Regions from separate parts of the Pan troglodytes genome. Here region 1 is linked to region 2. Evidence: chromatin contacts called from public Hi-C data. All regions are on one chromosome and are shown on one strand. Each heading gives the region's core, a stretch centred on a gene start, on an enhancer-like site or on the middle of the called end of the contact. The rest is flanking DNA. Distances are from core to core; before and after follow the strand shown. Region 1 overlaps USP10 (ubiquitin specific peptidase 10). Region 2 holds the start of COTL1 (coactosin like F-actin binding protein 1).

Region 1 (3,455 bases), core at 405-2,904, 120 kb after region 2:
ACCATGCCTGGCTAATTTTTGTATTTTTAGTGGAGGTGGATTTCACCATTTTGGCTGGGCTGGTCTTGAACTCCTGAAGTCAAGTGATCTGCTCGCCTCGGCTTCTGGAAGTGACGAGATTACAAGCGTGAGCCACCGTGTCTGGCCAAGCAACACTTTGTCTTTTGGAATAGTGTTGATAATAAATGCTTCTTCATTGTAGTGCTTTGAATGATGCATATGATTTTGTTAAATACAAAAATGATGTCTTAACCTTCACATTTGTATGGATTATTTTATTACATCATTCATAATCCATGTTTGAATGGTTACCATGCCAGCTTACTTTGCCAAGAAAGAAATATTTATCGTTTTTCAAAATGTGCATTGCAATTCTAAGAAATTCCATTTTATTCTTAGGATTCCCCTAGCTTGTGATATCGATGACTTGTCTTTTACTGACATTTGATGGTTAACTCCCCAAATAGAGGATTCCTTTATATGTGGTTATTGGGTTGTATCAGAATTCCTGCTTGAGTATAAGTTATATTTGTATTGACACATAGGAAAAAGATACATGTAGTTTATCTGCCATGAGCATATGGGGAATACTCATTGTATGGGAGATGGAAATTCTAATCAAGTTCCCCGGGAGGCTGAGCGCCTTGCAGAGATGCTCTTAAACCCTTGGCACTGACTTCTTAGCCCGTTCCTTTATTTCAGTTATAAAATCGAAAGGACCGGTTTTAAATATTGCTGAAGTGTAACTGCTCACTTTTAAAAGCTCATGCATTTAAGGATTAAAATGTGATTCACGTGTATTTTGATGGAGTTGTTTATTGAGCTATGTGAGCCAGTGTTAAGGAAATTAAGTTGGAGTTCAAAACAGCCGTGGCTAGTGATTTGTCAAGTGTTAAATGATAGTTCAGTGTTGCATAGCTGGTAATCAGCAGTTACTTATGGTGTATTTTTTTGCGTGACATGTTTTCATCAAGTCCTAAGCTGTTGTCAGTGAGATCTTGAAACTAACATGCTTATGAATTTATGTCTGTGCAAAATGGGTGCATTTGAAGAGTTGTAAGGTGATTTCTGTTGTGTTTACTTTTTATGATTAATGTTTTGAAGAAAGTATGTAGTCCCCTCCCAAGAAAACCCTCCAAAAAACGTGCTAGGAAATGCCCTCCACTCCTGTCTGCGTCCACTCAGCGTCCACTCAGTGCTACTGTCCCAAAGGTGAAGGGCCACATTTTTTCTTGTTGATCTTTCCAGTGTCTCTTTATGCAGACACAAATATCTATATTATTAACAAACACAAATATGTTATTATATAGCAACACAGATACTCTATTTTCCTACCTTTTTTACACCGAGAGTGCTTTCTTCTTTTAATAGTATTTTGAAGATCTCTCGCTGTCTGTACCTAAAGTTCTTCCTCATTTTCCCCTAGTTAATTTTGTAATTTGATTGAAGGTACATATCTGTGGAGAAATTATTGACATGAAGTTATAATAAAAACGCTTAAAATCTATAACGTTTTCTCAGATACTTTAAAAATAATTAAGTAAAACTAATAAATTTGAAAATAATAGGAGAAAAAAAATTCAGTGAACCGTTTCTGAGCGTTCCAGCTCATGACTTGAGGGTGTTTGCCGCTGACTCATGCTGAAGCCACTTGGTGTCTGCGTTTGAAACAGGAAGTGTGTGTTAGTGGCTTGGAATCTTGTTTTCTCCTCCTCTCCTCCTCTGCTGCCAAGATTTTTATCAAATCATTTGGATTTGTAGTGTTCTTACTGGATTGACTAGCTCTGAAAACTTTAGGCTGTATGTGAACTGAAATAAGAAAGTGTGCTTAGAAGTATGATTTAAATAAACATGTTTATTTTCCATTGTCTAGGAAGAAAACCTTCCTAAAGAAAATACCTGATAATCCTGCAGAACATTCTGGTTTCTTATGCCTAGGTATCTTCCCCACATTCTGAAGTCAAAGGCCTTTCTTGTTAGTCATAAGATAAAATGGATAACTTTTAATATATAGCATTTCTACCTTTTTTTTTTTTTTTTTGATACGGAATCTCTCTCTGTCAGCAGGCTGGAGTGCAGTGGCTCAGTCTCGGCTTGCTGCAACCTCCACCTCCCGGGTTCAAGCGATTCTCCTGCATCAGCCTCCTGAGTAGCTGGGACTACAGGTGCATGCCACCATGCCCGGCTAATTTTTTGTATTTTTAGTAGAGACGGGGTTTCACCGTGTTAGCCAGGATGGTCTCGATCTCCTGACCTCATGATCCGCCCACCTCGGCCTCCCAAAGTGCTGGGATTACAGGTGTGAGCCACCGCTCCCGGCCTCTACTTTTTTTTTTTTTTTAACTGCTCGTTGCAGAGCAGGGCTATACCCCATAGGCAATGTGCACAGAGTACCCACGTTTCTACTATTGATATTAAACAAAACAGCATGATTTTAGTTTATTTGTTCTTAATATTTGCATTAAACTTCACAGCTGCCGTGCGTTTCTTGTATTTTACTTCTTTATCATTCTTGTATTTCTCGAATTCATTTTCTGGAATTCTTAAGCAGTTTCCTTTCCTCCCCCCAAGAAAAAGGTGTATGTGACAGAAAGTGTTCTTTCTCTTTTGCACTTGAAAAGTAATTTATAGAATTCTATGAAAAAATCCTCTGGCATTCTAGGAACAAAATCCGTTTTTCTCGAAACTTTCAAAATGTTGCCCCATTGCCTTCCATAGCTTTGTTTATTTTGCTATTAAGACGTTCTGTTGAGTTTTTTAATTTAGTGATTTAAAATTAGTAATTAATTTCCGCGAACACTTTCATGATCTCTGATAGCTCTTTTTTTGTGTGTGATAGTCTGTGCTAATTTTTTCTGCTTCCTTTTAGCCTATAGAATTTTCCCTTCCATTGCTTTGAGGGTTTCTTAGTGAAATTCATATCATCTTTTCCCAGTGTTGGTGATGAGAAGAAGGTGTAACCTTCTATATTCTTCACTGAAAAGTGACGGTATTTCAGAAGATCATTTCTGAACCATTTTGAGGCTCTGTTTATTTTCACTGTTACCGTCAATACATAATTTCTTTGTTGACTTTTGCAAGTATGTGTAAATATTATATGAAAACTTTTTTGTTCTTAATGTATATTTATAGTTTTGGTAGATGTTGTCAAAGAGCTCTGCAGAAACGTTTTCCCTGTGCATTCTTACCAGTAGGGTATTATATTTAGTGGCCATTTATTCACATTTACAATAATAATGAGTATTATTCATTTATGTAATATTTAGTTACTGGTTATTTTTGAATCACTTGGCTTGTAAATTTCCCTGGAAGCTACTAGACTGTTTAGTTCCATTAGAACAGAGGAACCACACTCTGCTTACCATTTTTATACCCAGTACTGATCATACGTGGGCATTTGTAGGTTCTAAATAATTATTGATTAAATGAATGAATCATTGCTTCTCCGTTGTGGA
Region 2 (3,350 bases), core at 234-2,733:
CAATCTCTTTAAAAGGTCCCATTACCAACATCACAGAGCCTCTGCCACTACTGAGGGGTTTATGGCGATGCCTGCCACGTGGTCTTTCTTTTCATGGTTCACACGCCACAGGGAAGTGCCTAAGGCACACATATCTTAAGTATACAGTCTGATGATTTTTCACGCGGGTACACACCTGCATAACCCCCTCCCAGATCAACAAATGTCTACAGAGACATTTTCAGCTCCCAGCAGTCCGGGTGGTGTGCCCCTCCCCATCAGTGGCTATCTAGCCCCAAAAGCTAATCTCGATTCTGACATTCACACCATAGATTAGTTTCGCCTTGTCTAGGATTTATAAATGGAATCATACGGTGTGTACTCTTTTGCATCTGATTCTACTCGTCAAATTAAAAATCACATAAAATCAGCACACGGGCAGACAATGATAGCGGGAGAAAGGAGGGCGCGGCTGAGTTTCTTTCCCTTCCAAGCAGCCCCCTAGCCTGTTCGTATTTGGGCTCAGTGACTGATCAAAGGGGACAGTGGGAAGAGCTGGACACTGGAGTTTGGAAACACAGGAGTTGACCTTGGAAAACCAGTGGACCGCAGGGGGCAAAAGAGCTGCCCCGCCTGGAGAAGGCATTGTAGGATGGCGGAGGCAGGTGGGTCACTTCTGTTGCTTCGGATGTCCAGAGGGGAGAAGGTTTTATGAGGCCTTAAAACGCTCACATCGGGTTCCTCCCACGCCATGCGCCAGGGGCACCCCATGTGGCCACCGGTTCCTCCCGGGTTCGCTCTGGCCGGGGCTCCCCGGGTGCAGACAACCTCCCAACGACCGCGCATCCGCCCGGCAGGCGCGCCTCCCTACCTGTGCACTGCTGGATGAAGTGCTGGTACTCCGCTCCCTGCTCGCCGGGGACGATGGTGGAGCCGTCATATTTAAAAGTCACCCTTTGGGTTGGGAGAAGAAAAAAACACACACACACATCAGCGCTGGTGGCCGCGCGACGCGGCGCTTGCAGAGGACAATCTAACAGACGCGCTGGCCACGGAGAAGCCCGCGGGGGCCTGGCACGCCGTCCCGGAATAAGGCGAGGAAGACAGCGCGGGAGGCCCCGAATCCGTCCCGCCTGGAGGCCGGCTCGGTGCACGAGGCCCCGCGCGAGCCCCGGGAGCGGGGCGTGGAGAGGAATGAAAAGTTCCTACCAGATGACGGCCGAGCCGTCGTCGCGCACCAGGTTGTACGCCGCCCGGCAAGCCTCTTTGTCGATCTTGGTGGCCATCGCCGCGGAGCCGCAGCGGGACACTGTCCGGGGCGGCCGAGCGCGCCCCTGGCCGGCGGCGGGGATGGGAGCGCGGCGGGTACGCGCCGAGGGCGCACGGGCTGGCGGCGGTGGCGACGGCGACGCGGCGCCTGCGAGCTCCGAGCGCGGCGGCGGCTTCCACTGCGGACGGAGAGCGCGCGGGGACCCCAGGCCGTGGCCCGCCCCGCCCCCCCGCGCCCATTGGCCGCCCAGGCCGCGGCCCGCCTCTTCATTGGCCGTCGGGCTGCGGGGGCGGAGCGTCTTGATTCTCTGGCGGCCAATCCCAGACCGGAAGGCTTGCGCAACTCCGCGGTGGGGGCTGGAGTAGGGGCTTTGCCGCCTCCCTCTCACTATCCCTCCTCCCTCCCGCTCTCTTCTCCCCCAACATCCCTCTTCTCTCTCCTTCTCCTTCTCACTTCCCCTCCTCCCCTCCCGACCCCTCCCTGGAAACTCCCACTACCCCAACCCCCTTTCCCACCCCGTCTTCCTCCTCTCCCTCCTCCTTCCTCTTCTTCCCCCACTCCTTGCTTCCCCCACTTCCCTGACCTCTTCCCCCTCCCTTCCCTCCCCCTCTTTCTCCCTTCCCCCTTTATTCTTCTTCCTCTCTCCTCCTCCCTCTTCTTGCCTATCCCAGCCCAAAACTTCTCCATCCTCCCTATTTCCTTCTCCCCAAGCTCTCTTCTTTCCTCCTCCTTGACCCCCTCCCCTGCTGCCCCCGGCTTCGCCTCCCTCGTCTCCACTTACCCTCCTGGCATCTCCTCCTATTCCCCCTCTCCCCGTTCCTCATTCTCCCCACCCCCCTGCCCCTGAGGCTGCAGGGCTGCAGAGCTCCACAGGGGACCCTCCACGTGGATGATGTAATGCGTCAAACCCAAGGAGACAGGCTGGCCACTGTCCCTACCCCAGCGTTTGGTTCCATGGATTCTAGGTGGGGAGGAACTGGAAAGAATGAAGCATTTTAAATAGGAGGGGGTAGAAAGTGGACTGCTTCCAAAACGCTGGTGGGCTCGCGTTTACTCTGGATTCTGGTCATTTGCATTCCTATCTTAACCTCTCCCTTTGGGCTCCTCTGAAAGCAAGAGCTGACTCATTCTGTCTTCCTCATTCCTTCACTGACTCATTCATTCATTCCCTCATCCAGCCATTCCACAGAGACCAGTTACAGACAGCGTCCAGGTAGGTAAAAAGGCAGGATCCTGAAGACTGGGCTCTTGAATTGCATCCAGTACTGCCACTTTCCAACTGGGGGCCATTGGAAAGCCTCAAAACCTCTTTTAAATGACTCCTCAAATGGGAAAAATAGTATAACTGACATCACTGCTTTGTTTTGAGTGTAATTGAAATGATACTTGGAACGAATATACTAGACATTCGATAAAATGTCATCATTGTTGGTTATTAAGTGATAAAAACAAATCCTAAATAGAATCCCAAAAGGTCAGGGACAATATCCAATTAATATTAGAATTCTCAACAAGCAAGAAAACAAAAACGAGAAATTGAATGAATCAATCAATCAGTCAATCAATGGGTAGTTGAATGGGTGGGTGGACAGGAACACAGTTTCAGAAGAGTAGAGGCAGATGCTGTTATAAATAAGACAAAAAGAAATTCACATTTCATACCCCACAAAGCGGTTCCTACCTAACTCCTTGACAAGGGTAATGGGACCATTGGCCATTAGAAAGAAGAACAGAGGTGGATCCTTTGATCAGGGAAAATTCCAAAAGGATCAAAAATTTAAACACAAATAAAGGAAATCAGACCAGTCACAGTGGATCACGCCTGTAATCCCAGCATTTTGGGAGGCTGAAGTGGGAGGATCTCATAAGCTCAGGAGTTCGAGACCAGCCTGGATAACATGGCAAAAGCCCATCTCTACTAAAAATACAAAAATTAGCCAGGCGTGGTGGCAGACGACTGTAATCCCAGCTACTTGGGAGGCTGAGGCAGGAGAATCGCTTGAACACGGGGCGGGGGGTGGAGGTTGCAGTGAGCGGAGATCGCACCATTGCGCTCGAGACTGAGCGATAAAGCGAGACTCTGTCTCAAAAAAAGGAAATC

Evidence for each region. Hi-C and Micro-C count contacts between places; a contact is called where the count stands out from the background.
Region 1: a Hi-C map of stem cell-derived neural progenitor cells shows a contact between it and region 2, with 4 times the contacts expected there. The contact joins the enhancer-like site here to the promoter of COTL1 in region 2. A contact is called at or near these places in 2 of 7 Hi-C or Micro-C datasets (induced pluripotent stem cells and stem cell-derived neural progenitor cells).

What each region holds. Positions count from the first base shown.
Region 1 is chr18:82,897,142-82,900,596 of NHGRI_mPanTro3-v2.0_pri, forward strand. All of the region lies in intron 1 of USP10 (ubiquitin specific peptidase 10), which reads left to right. Among named protein-coding and RNA genes, the nearest start is that of USP10, 34 kb to the left of the region's middle. Within about 2 kb of position 1,655, at least 7 of the 24 cell types and tissues checked have an H3K27ac peak or open chromatin away from gene starts, as enhancers often do. A contact at or near this core is called in induced pluripotent stem cells and stem cell-derived neural progenitor cells, where this site is marked.
Region 2 is chr18:82,780,275-82,783,624 of NHGRI_mPanTro3-v2.0_pri, forward strand. COTL1 (coactosin like F-actin binding protein 1) reads right to left here and starts at 1,484. Exons shown (of 4, transcript XM_016930291.3): 1 at 1,189-1,484; 2 at 851-933. The coding sequence starts at 1,265.